Regions from separate parts of the Drosophila melanogaster genome. Here region 1 is linked to region 2. Evidence: chromatin contacts called from public Hi-C data. All regions are on one chromosome and are shown on one strand. Each heading gives the region's core, a stretch centred on a gene start, on an enhancer-like site or on the middle of the called end of the contact. The rest is flanking DNA. Distances are from core to core; before and after follow the strand shown. Region 1 holds the start of amon (amontillado). Region 2 holds the start of Tb (Tubby).

The links. Hi-C and Micro-C count contacts between places; a contact is called where the count stands out from the background.
Region 1: a Hi-C map of the Kc167 cell line shows a contact between it and region 2, with 2.7 times the contacts expected there. The contact joins the promoter of amon here to the promoter of Tb in region 2. A contact is called at or near these places in 24 of 107 Hi-C or Micro-C datasets (the Clone 8 cell line, the D17-c3 cell line, the Kc167 cell line and 7 more) and 1 of 6 datasets of contacts at active chromatin or transcription factors (the Kc167 cell line).

Annotation. Positions count from the first base shown.
Region 1 is chr3R:26,709,499-26,715,923 of dm6, reverse strand. It overlaps amon (amontillado), which reads left to right and starts at 1,765. Exons shown (of 12, transcript NM_057970.4): 1 at 1,765-2,413. The coding sequence starts at 2,201. It overlaps CG6425, which reads left to right. Exons shown (of 3, transcript NM_143240.3): 3 at 1-759.
Region 2 is chr3R:26,654,713-26,660,909 of dm6, reverse strand. It overlaps Tb (Tubby), which reads right to left and starts at 4,470. Exons shown (of 2, transcript NM_143237.4): 1 at 4,367-4,470; 2 at 3,379-4,305. The coding sequence starts at 4,381. The coding sequence ends at 3,469. All of the region lies in intron 7 of beat-VII (beaten path VII), which reads left to right.

The DNA.
Region 1 (6,425 bases), core at 516-3,015, 58 kb before region 2:
TGTTTCGCTTGACTTGCGTGCCCCCTTGCCTGAGCATTCTGTATACGAGTACGCTAATTGATTAATGCAGCTCCAAAGCGTCTTTGAAAATGTTAATTTAAGCCTAATTAAAAATTAATTGTAATTTAAAGCAGGACCCTTAATATTCGCATCGAAGGCCTGTGCGTTCGTTCGGCGCATGCGACTCGCCATATGTTCGGCATTATCGGGCCGCGAACGCGCCGCCCACCAGTACCACCAGTACAGGTGGCAGGACGCAGACGGACAGGTGGATACGACTGGTCGCCGACAGGCAGTGAATTGACGTCCCCCGGTTGAGCTTTCATTCACGGATAGGAAGCTCGTTGAGTGCGACAGCGTTTTAAATTAATTGAAATGTAGGCGAAGGATTTCTGTTTTAATATTCAGACTATGGTTATATATAGGTCAGTTGGATTTCTTCGCGTCTTTGAGTTGCTTGAGAAGCAGCTGATAAACCCAACAAAATTAGTATTTAATTACACGTTACCTAAGTACGCCAATTCCTCATCATCTTCGATTGTTTCAATGAATATTTCGTTTTCTTTTTTCCACTATTGATAAACCTGTTTAATATATTATTAAGCCTAATGTAAATGCTTACATTGTGCTGGTTTTTTATATATGTATGAAACATTCAAGACCCAAGCCTTAATAATTTAGTGTATACAAAAGTATTTCTTATTTTTCGTTTATATTACATAAGTTGTATTGAAAAACAAATAAAAACTGCAACTTATTTATCTCTTGAGTTATTTTTCCGGCAACCAATCAAGCAAACATTACCCAATGTTAATTTATGTGGAGTTCATAAAATTAAATTTAAAATGCAATGAGGAGTCTAAGAAGGGATTTCCCTGGAAAACAGAATTTATGGCAAATGAAATCAAAGTGTGTGAATCCCATCTCGCACTTAAAACTCGGGAGGAGGCAACAATCAAGTCGGCATGAAAAGCCGGCGAAAGTTGCCCCAGCTGTCTTCACTTTTCGCTTGGCCTGCAGTTTAAAGGCTTGGGTGCTCGAGGCTTTATGAACCTATTTGGGCTAAGGTCAAAGTTGAAGCCCTTTCGCAGCCATTACGCGTAAGAGGCAATTGCGCCCATGTTTATGAATAGTCCTCCTCCAGTCGTCAGTAGTCCCTTCGCCATTCGAACCGCAGGAGCAAGTGACTCCATTCAGCCGAATCGTGCCATTCAGCCGAAAGTCAGCGAAAGTCAAGTATGCTGCCATATGTTTACGGAGCGCAGCATAAACCAATGACAAAACACTAGCTACAACTTAGCACGGAATGGTGGGTGGCTAATGGCAGCGGGCGTCCAAACTGGTGACGTCTGCGGGCAGCCAAAGCCGCTGCAGAAGCCAAGCCAACCGAGATGGAAAGCCTGAGTCGGTGGGAAAAGCCATAGCAAAAGCTTATCCAACGCAGCTGAGCAGCAGTAGGCGAGCAGGGGCGTAGTCGGGTGGATTATGGGGGATTAAGCTTATCTGTGTGATATGTATATTACTTACTTTACCATGATAGCGTACTTCTAGTTTTGCTAGCGTACTTCTAGTTTTGTAAGCCTAACAGTAGTAGCCCCTTGGAACATTCCTGTGCACGCCACTGGCGAAGCTGGTAAGACAACGGTATCTCCGCTAGGGGTGCGTCGAGTGAGTGGCGGGTGGCTTATCGCCTGCTAGTCGGAGCTTTCGAGCGAGCTTCGGCGGCGAAGCTTTTGCCACCGCTTTGGCGCCTGGCGGACATTCATAATGGCGTCCGTCGGTACCGCTGGCGAACAGTACTCAGCGCGCAGCGCCCCAGTGAAGTTCGTGGCAGCGCACAAAGACTCCAGACGAAGTACATAGAAACAGAATTTCAGGCGGAAGGAAAGCACAACAAGCTCCATAGAAGGGGCCAAAAATACACAATAAAGAAAACAAATTGCAACCACAACAAGAGGATATTTTGCCAACCGAGCAACTTGATCCTGGCTACCCAATTCGCGTCGCCAATTCGCAGAGTGTGCAGTGGAGCGCGTCCTTTATTTTCGTCAGCACTTCGGTATCCTGCCAACGGAAAAAAATCACCCAAAGGACGCCCCACGCACCAACTGTTTGTACGGGCTGCCAGAGTTGCCCCATCGCCGCCAGGAGTCAGAGGCCAGGAGGAACCCGCAGGACCAAGGCGTCCAATCTGAATTCCATGGCAGCAGCCACATGGAGCTGGCTGTTGGCCCCATTCCTGCTCCTCCACTGGGCCAGTGCAGGAGCGGGCGGAGGAGCAGGCGGCTCGGGAGCGGGACTGAGCGGCCCCGCCGTCTTTACCAGCTCCTTCCTGGTGCGCTTCCGGCGCGGAGTGGACAACTCGTTTGCCCATGATGTGGCCGACAAGTACGGCTTCGACAACCTAGGCCCGGTAAGTGGAATGTGCGAAAAATCAATTATTATATTGCCGACGGCCGGCTTGGTGGCTCGCTTCTTTTGGGCCAAGTTGTTAGCGTTTCTGGCTGACATGCTGCACTTGTCGGGCGCGTGTCAGGCGTTAATTGCGATTGCTCGAGGGGTCTGGGTGTCCTAGTGCTCGAGTGTGTGTGTGGATACCAGGAGCGTGCTCGGAATGCCAAAGGCAGCTTTTGGCCAGCTGGCGAGCGGCAAAGTTTTTGGGGCTTGTGGCATTGGCCAACTTCCGTCGGCAGAGCGAAGTTTCCGCTGCATACCGCCAGGCGCAAATTTGCGCATTGCATGCTAAAGACCCATTGCATTCGAGCCAAGGTCAACGTGGCGAAAATAAACTTGCCCACACACGGGGGTAAATAACATCATAATAGGTCAGTAATTTGCACTCGAATCGCTTCTGTCTGCGGCACTTTGACCTGTCATTCCAACGATTTTCTGCCCAGATTATGTCGAGTTTCAAATGAAAAAGTGTAAATAGAATGGAATCAATTCGCTACGGATCAATGATGCATGTATAATCATTTCCAAAGTATTGCTTCTTGTATGTTTGCTTATCATACAAACTATTCGTTGCGAAATCATTCCTGTTGTAATTCCATGTGCAACGTCAGTATGGACTTTCACTTTCTGCAATCCTGACAGCCCTGCGATTCGCATCGAGAAACCCTCTTATGGGTTTGTCATCCGTCAACGTAATGCGTAACCATTGCCCAATTCTGTCAGCACTTGACAGCTATGACGCGCACTTGTTGCACACGCACTCGGATTAGGTCAATAACTCACTCGAGGATTTCAGGATTAATGCGAATTCAAGAGCTGGAACGGACGCAATTAATTAGGGGCATCAATAACAACTAGAGAGCGGTAGATGGGCATGGGGGAGGGACTACAAAAAGCTGGCGCTAAATCCAATTAACTCTCCTATTCCTTGGAAATCCGATATCCAGTCGTCACCTGAGGCCCCGGCTCGCTGTTCCTGGCGGATGGCGTGGTCCTTGTTATCCGATGGCTTTATTGCGACATCGATGCTGTTTGCAATGGCGCAATCTCATCTGCCCCCATCTCAGCCAAAAGCTGATTGCATGCCGCAGTTGCCATGGCCACAGCTCTCGCATTGCACAGGCGTACATACGGGTCCTGGGAAAGGGACTAATTGCGTCGGAATGTTTTCTTTGCAAACGAAACACAAGCAAAAATCTGTGCAATTTCAAACGACTAATTCCTCTCGATTTCCTTCATGCCCGTAGAGACAATCTTTTTCAGGGGAATTTCCACTCTAATTATGTAGCTTCGTAATTATTATTGATTTTTTACCCACTTAATTGCCGATATAATCCTATCAGAGCTAAAAGATTTTCCTGCTCAACGTTTTAAAAATAGCCCCCGATTTAATTACAAATCGCAGCCTGTTGCCATTTCCCCTCCGGACTTCGAACTCGTTTTTAGATAATTGCCCAAAAATCCCATGCTCTGTGTGGGTGTGGTCCTCGTAATAAATGTGCGGCACATGTATCAAAAACCAAAAAAAAAAAAGAAAAGAGGAAAACAACGAAAAATAAAACTCAAATGAAATCTGTTGCTCCTACGTCAAACGCTATCGCCGAGCACAAATCAAAATGTATCCCAAACCAAAAGTGAGTGCTTACCCACGGCAAACTCACTTTTGCTCTCATACCAATCGATATTGCGTATACGCCGCATCTTATCTGCGGTACTCTGACAATGAGTGTGTTTAGATTTTATTGCCTTTGATGTTACGACCTTATCGGCAGTAAAACGTTAGATTCAGTCAGCTATTGCCGTGCAAATCTAAATAAATCTCGATCCCGCGTTGAATGTAATTGCCGCCCTGAAACTTGAATGCGGCTCACTGTGAGGCAAAAAAGAAAGCGAAAGTCAATTTCTTGCTCAAGTAAATACATATGCTTCCTTACTGCCCACGCAGGATTATTGCCCACGCTGTTGGCGGAGTTTAATACCAGCAGCTATCTCTGCAGTTTCGTGCCCAGTGGTTGGTTGGCCTAGAATATTTTCCAAACTTCTTGGCCAAAGCCACAAAGCGACTCGTCTTTGCGATTATTAAAAGTTTACCAACGACCGGGCCGAAAGCCTTTGAGCATGCATGGTGTGCTTGCCTGCCTGGTTTGTGTGTACCAACTTTAAAAGCCAACAACTCACCTGTCATTGAGCCATCCCCCTAGACCATCAGCACCATCCTTTTGAGCCGCTTGTCTTCGTTGTCGGGCTGTGAGCCAAATCCTTGCACAAAGCGTTAAGTCAGGACGTGGCCAGCGGCAACAGGCGTTAGTTGTTTGCTGGTGTTGCTGTTTGAAAAGCCCTTCTAAGTCGCAAGAACATCTCCAACAATGGCGATTGCAACAGCAAAAGCAGATTATTACACGAACGTTTATGGGCATAGGAAAAAATATCCACAAAGTTGTTGCGATTTTTTCGTATTAAAAGATAGTACTTTATGAGGCGGAAAGCCATTTAGGAGGGATATTAAATGTTCGCTCTAGCTTAATTCGTACGTCGCCAGGCAATAATAAATAAAAAAAATGCATCCCCTAGGTCAGCCGAATACCCTTTAAAATCCTTACTGAGTCTCTAATATGCGGAGTGAGTAGCTTCCCTTCAGATGTCCTTAGTCCGTGTAGCTCCTGTCTCACACATTGCAAGTATTTGCTTTCCTTAAGCTTGTCCTAGATAATCAGGAGTTCCTGAAATGTCAACGCTCATCTAGTATGCATAGTTTCATACAGCTAAGCCATAGTTTTCTCATAAATTATGCAAGAGTGTTGTGACCTTATTAAGATGCCAACGAATACCAATGTAGTTGGACCGCATATTTTCAACTTAACAAGTTTCCCGTTGCCACAAAAAACCAAACCGTATTTTGTGTTGCTTTTTAGCGGGCAGAGTGGATCTGCAGAGACAAATGTTGAAATGACTTTGCGGTCTGACATTGGCACATTCGTCTCCGTTTGCTTATCGCTGGCTGTTTTTCTTTCATTTATTATGGCAAATGAAAAACGAGTTTACAAATTCGGCGGTCGCTCGCCCAGATGGCTAGATGGTTGCAAATTAAAGGCACGGACATTTGTAACCCAAGGCCAGCAGCATATGTTGGCAAATACAAGGCAAACAAAGGAGGCGTACTGCGATTCCAGTGAAATACGCTGGACAAACAGAGACACAGTTGGTGGAGTTCAAGATGCCGGTCCGAGGCTCGGAAAAGGTTCACTCCATCGCCCCAAAAACCACAGGCACACACGCCACCCACTTGCACACAAGCCACCACGGCACACACGATGCCTTATCACGTATACGCAGTGTTGCGGCCCGAGTCCAGGCGCATTATTTATTTATTTTTAGCCCTGGAAAGCAGCTCGATGGTTTGCCGGACAAAGGCTGGCTATTGTAGGGACCAGATGACAACAATTTCTCACAGATGGAAGATTTACGACTATTAATGCAGCAATTGGCTCTGAATAGTTTTGCCGTTTGGTTTTCCCATATTGCCACCGGCATTTATGGTTGAAGGACTAAAAATAATTTTGAAAGCAACTCCCATTGCCTCAAATTGAAACAGGATACATTCATTTTAAGCCATTTCAAATTTATGCTGCTGTTTATGACGCACACTTGCAGTGGATTATGGGCAGGACTGCATGAAAGAGGTTTTGGCTTGCAGCAACTGAATGTGATGCCTTGAAATAAATAATGCAAGTGGCTAAAAATAAGGGTAATTTATATCCTTTTCAAGGGATTTATGTAAGCCAAATCTAAGAGTAACTGGCGTCAAAGAACAAGTGGAATAAATAATGTATATGGAAAGTAATGTACCATATATATCTCAAAGATGTACAGAAGATAACTCAAGGTCCTTTGTCAGATTTACTTTCAATTTTGCTCACACTAATAGGTTGACACTGGCTCAATAACATTACGAAAGTTACCTTAACTTTTTA
Region 2 (6,197 bases), core at 3,221-5,720:
AGTAGGGGAGCTGGCCAAGAGCGGATTGGGGTGGGCGTGGGCGTAGGGCGAGGTGTCAGCTTAATGAAAGCCACGAGTCGCCTGGTGCTTCCACGAAGTAGCTGTTCTTTGATGTCGGCATTGCACATACGCCACGTGCCACGTCTTGGGGGGTCATGGATTGGTGGATTGGAGGTTAGGGGTCGAAACTCGAGGGCTGGGGTTTAAGCCGCTTGAAATAGAAATGGTCCTGCAAACAAGTTGAATGCAGAGCACTCAGGAGCCATATCCATGACCCGTCAGCCTGGCAGCTATTGTACTAGCAACCACCTAGCAACTAGCACCTGAGCACTCAGCCCAACCCTTCCAATTCGATTGGCCGAGTGGGTTGACAAATTACGGACGGGGTAAAAATGGAAAAAAGTTCGACCAGCTCAAATGTCACGGCCCTTGGTAATTGGCAAATGAATTTGCCATTTAAAGACGGTTACTTGCCGCTTGGCTTTCGCATTAGCATAAGCCGAAAAGTTTCGAATTCAGCCTTCGTAGATTCCCGAGTTTATGGCCGTTAAAAGTTAGCGACGCGCATGTGTGTGCGAAATAAACCCACTTGGTTAATTTGCCATAAAGTAAAAACCATAATTTACACTCGTGCCATTTCCTCGCCTGGTAATTAGCGAATGCTAATTGCATTTGCCGCGGGAAAGAAACCAAACCGAATGCACGAGCAGTGCGGAAAACTATTTTATAAATAATTTCCCGCAACTCAGAGTGCTGCTGCTGTAAGTAGATGTGGCAGGTAGTCCTGGAGTGGGTGTAAGGCGATGATGGAGGGTCTGGCGCGGAACTAATTTCGCTGAGAGCCCAATGGCAATATGAAATAATTTATATTCAAAGCGCACGAGGCTCCAATGCTTAACATAAGCTTAGGTACTGGCAGGCAGATTGGATTCCTTTAACTGCAGGAATATGTTATGCTCTTTAGGGTAAAGTTAGACTAGAAGTACTGCAAACAAACTACGTAGCAAGGATTTATATAATCACCGTATGTAAAGGCTAGGGAATATATCAATATGCAGTTATTCATATCAGAAATACTTTTTATATTATCAAGATGCATGCTCTTCAGAAGGCATTTTCAATTACCCTTCTACCCTATGACGGAAACGATAAAATCGTAGTTAACATCAAATTATGAACGATATTTTTTTCACCTGCACAACTGGGCTTAACTATACTGAAAGAGCACCTGCAGACACCTGTAGATGGCTTCAGTTATGGGCTTATGTGGGCGTGATTTCAGCCCCACGACCATAACGAAAACTGTGAAGCCCTTTTGCCATAAAACCATGTGATAAGCGTTGCATATTTATGCAGCCGACTGGCGTAAACTAGTGGAAATTTGCAGTACGGTGGGCAAATGCGGTGGGGTGGGGAGATGGCGGAAAAGTGCACATGCAACAGAAGCGAAAACAAAGGCAGGACAAGGCCGAGCGGGGCAACAATAACCAGTAACAGGCAGCGTTTATGTGCATGCCAATGTGCATAAATTCCTTGGGTTCGCTACGCTCATGTTTGTGTTTGTTTTTGAGTTTGTGTGGGTTGCTTGGCTGGAGGCGTGGAATAAACTGCGCTGTTTATTAAGTTTGTGCATCATGGGCGGCATGTGTGGGTGTGGCGAAAATATTCATGTTATTTTATGCAAATGCAATGCTAATGTCACCGCCCATTGCCCTCTGGGCCCAGTGACCTTGCAAGATATATGGGTCTCATAAAACATTGGCTTGGGGTCACTTGAACGCGTGCCAGTAGACTGTGACATCAGCCATGCCAAGTAATTAACCGCTTAACGTGATTACCGACCATTCTGCTGACAGACAGACGGACAGAAAAGTGGCACTCGAAAGGCGGAACATCAAAAGGCTTTCATATTGCCGGAGTGTAGGAGTATATCATGTATTGTTTGGCTTCCACGGCTTTGTTGCCTTCTATTTTCTCTGGAGCACGGCTTGAAGACCCTTTAAGATTGCAACATGAAAAGAACAAAACTGAATGGCAGGCAACGAGCAGACGTTGCACGGCTGAAAAGGCCATAACACGTAGCACTGAATGAACACTTGTCGGGGGAAATGGGCAACAAAGCAGGCAATCCTTCTGCACAACGAACACAATGCACTCTTATTCGAAAAGAAAAAATTGTTAAAACAATGCATCTTAGCTGTAGAAGATATTCTCTTCAAAATAACATATATGTTATAAATAAGCCTGCTGAAAATTAATTAAAAATCTTAAAGTATAATACTTTGCATACCTTTCAAACAGATATTACCTCTCTCAAGGGTAGGTAGTGCAGTGTTCATGAGAAAGATGGTTCAGAATGGGCCAGCAAGGACACGGCAACAGGAATGGGAATCGTGGGCTTTATGCAGTCAAAAAGTAGTTTACACGTTGTTGCACAATTTATGTTTGTGCAACACGTAAGGCCTTTTGTGGCAGGCCCACGCCAGCAGAGAACTAAATGTTGGGCAGGTCTGAAGGTCCTTGTCTGCGTCTAGTTGCAACCTGGCTTTTATTCCGGCAGCTTGCTTGCCCTTTGCACACTTCCTTTGTGCCATAAGCCAGAAGTGCCCGAAAACACAGCACACACGATACATCCGAATGGCAATCCAAAATGCCAACAAGCGGCAGCTTAAATCGGCCACGGGAAACACCTCTTTAATAGGAGCTTCATGACCGTTTTTTCGGTTTCTCCATCGGGGAAATCTGGCCACTTGGCTGCAAATGGAATTGCCATTAAAACTGCATTCTTAAATTATTTTGAGGTATGCCGTTGAGAGGACTTCTGTTGCCGCGCAAGGACTGTGGCGTAACAGAAAACAAAGCAAAGCTTTCTGGTTTAGAAGTTTTGTGGTTTTCTTTGCTTGCTAGCTGAAATTTCACGACGGTCAACAAAGGAGTGCGCTCCAAAATGTAGCTAGTAATTTTCATTTAATTCTCAGTGTGGGTTTCTTTGGCTGCAACAGTGGCAGGACCAAATTGCCACCGACTTGACCCTCAAAAGGGCACCCATTAAATGTCGCGACTGGTCGCGGTCATGAAGCGCCAGAAATTGGCTCTGTGCGGCGGTAATTAGCCCAGACCAGTTGGCCCTGATCGCGTGTATGGTGGTAGTACTTTAGGACGGGTCAACACTGGTCGTCGGTGACGTGCCATAAACCGCTGGCAACGAATCCGGTGTCAGAGGGCATGCACTTAAATTTACAACCCCTTTTAAACCCAAACCCTCCAATGCCAATGCGCTTTTAGTTTTAATTGCTGCTCAGGCTCTGGCCGATAGTGGCTACAAGGCGCTGAAATGACTTCCTGCATTAATCTCGACAGCAACAATATATCGGGCATACATTAAGTTAAGTTTATATTTTATACGGTAGCACTTAAAGGAGAATGTGTGAGCTAATTCGTAAATAAGAATGTGGTCTTGCAGGTTTCCTACTTGACCTTGTTCACAGGCAGGTACGTGGCACTAGGCGCTGCGGCTGGTGGTGGAATATATCCTGCCGAAGGAGCCTCCAGTTCGGCGCTTACACTTCCGCTGGAAGGCCGACGCTCATCAATCAGCTGCACCTGCTGCTGTTGCTGTTGCTGCTGCTGCTCTTGCTGTTGCTGCACTTTGGTGGCAAAGTCCAGGACTGGTGCCACGCCTCCGTTGTAGGAGGTGCTGGCTCCACCCAGACGCTCGTACTCCTGCTGAATGGTACGCTGGGCATTGATGGCGTCCTGCTGGGTGCGGTACTTGACGAAATGCACCTCCGGCTTGCTGGCGCTCACATGGTTCAGGTTCTGCAGCTGGTTGGCCAGGCTGGACAGATCACCCTGTTTGGTCAGGACATAGATGGCGGTCTGCTGCTCGGCAGCCTGCTTGGCCAAGGCCAGAGCGGCGTTCTCCAGACCCTTATTCTCGGGGGCCCTGATGAAAACCACACGGAGGTTCTTCTTCAGAGTAGCAGCCAGATCACTGACACTCTTATTATCCTCAAAATCGGCCTCGGGAGCGGAGTAGGTGAAGAACTCCTTGTTAAATTCGGTGTTTACAGGAGCGTAGTTAGTGGAATAAGATCCCCCGGACAGGGAACCACTAGAAAGGGAACCACCAGAAATGGAGCCACCTGAGATGGAGCCACCTGAGATGGAGCCACCTGAGATCGAGCCTCCAGAGATGGAGCCTCCAGACAGAGAGCCTCCCGAGATGGATCCGCCTGATCCAATGCCAGCTCCATAGTTATAGCCGCCTACATCAGCGCGAGCCACAGCCAAGACAGCAAAAATCTGGCAAAGAAAGCTCAGGTTAATCCAACTATTTCAAACTAATAATACCATTTAAACTTACAATAAATCCACGCATATTGATAGCCCTATCCTAGCCAATATTCGATCCAATCTGTTAACGTGTTGGGCACGCCGGGAGGTGTAAACTGTTAATGCTACAGCCCATCTTGTCGAGGGGCGTTTTTATAGCCCGACCCTAATCAGGTCCAATATAAGATGCAGATTTTCGTGATGAGACAGCGGGTGTAGCCCATGCCATTGATGCTAATCCAGCACAAATACCAATACCCGTTGCAGGTGACGCAAAGCCCTCAAAACTGTATCCGCCAGCATTTGTTTGCATAAATTCGAAAACGGTTTGCCAATTTCGTTGGCAATGAAATGCAAAAACAAACCACGACGGAACTGGATGTTGGTAGGCCAAACCAGAAATTATGGCCACTTAAGTGGAGCAATGCCATGCGATTTGCATAGCTGGTCGTATTTAATTAATTGCAGTACAGCCATATAGCTGGCGAAAAAAGGAAGAAAATAAATCAATTACAGTGTCCACAGAATTCTGCGAATGATTGGTCAAATTCAATATTAATTAATTCAGTCAATATATCTTTCCGGCAATTGCAAATTGGTAAACCGTGGCAGTGAATACTGGCTATGATGGATCACAAATCAATCGCTAATCGAGCTGCGACTCTCTGCCGACTGTCCACCGTATCTAGTTTATGATACATAATTTCGATTTCGTAAACACACTGACTAGCAACAAAAAACAAAAGGGGCGCAGACAAAAAACCTATTTATGCAAATTAACCCCATATCGCTTGTGGCATTTTTGTGTGGTTTAGGGATTTGTTTTATTGTGTTTTCAATTTGCATATTACTGGGCATTTATGATGGCATTCATAGTGGAATTTGATATGCTTGATTCATTCATCGATTGCCCAATTGAACTTAAGGTTAGAGCCATTCGTTGCATACTTATAGGGCTGCCAGCAGTGGCTGTCAAACTGTTACGCCGGTAATGAACTTAGCCCCAATGTCTGTTGGCCCTGTGGCGCTTGCCATCGAAATGCAATCAAGCTAATTACGGAAATATGCATTTTTCAAGCCAAACATGAACATGCAACTCCGTGATTGACGATAAATGCCCAATTAAGCCAATTACGAGCGGTTGGTAGCTGGCAGTCGCGTGCAACATGTGTGGCAGCCACAGGCTACCAACTGCTTTTGTAATAATTTGATTTAAACTAAATTTATCAAATTGTTTTTCCTAATTGAGTGGATTTAATGATGAGCGATCGTCTGTCGCTCCCTTAATGAACAATTTTCCGTTTGATTTGACCTCTAATTAGTTGGCCAGCTGAGGTGGAAATATTTGTTTGGCAGCAGGACACGCATGCAATTAATATAAATAGTTCCAGGGGCACTTAATGAAGTTTTCGCATTTGCATTGAAATGCAAAACAACTCGTTCCCTGTCGCTCTCACTGGCATTTGGCCCTGTTTTTTGGCCTGAAAGTAAGGAATCGCCGGATCCGGCGGAATGGAATGGGCCTGCTGCCACTTTATAGTGCATAAATTATTCAATGAACCGCATGCCAGGATGAGTCGGCGGCGACAAAAGAAGCTCCGCTGTCAGTTATAATTTCACACGCATAACAGTTGCCGTTGTCAGTTGTGGTGGTGGTGGTAGGAAAGGTAGCTAACGGTGCCAATGGAGTTTCCTGTCGACATACACTGCACAAATTATTTTAATTTGGCTAAAAGCGCAAGCAACAGCTTATGGGAGAAAGCTATAATCTTGTTGGCGAAATTGCTAAAAAAAAACGTCTTCATTGTCTGTATTTTGATTGGCATTGAGAAAACTGTGCGAACTTTTTTGTCAGTGTTCTG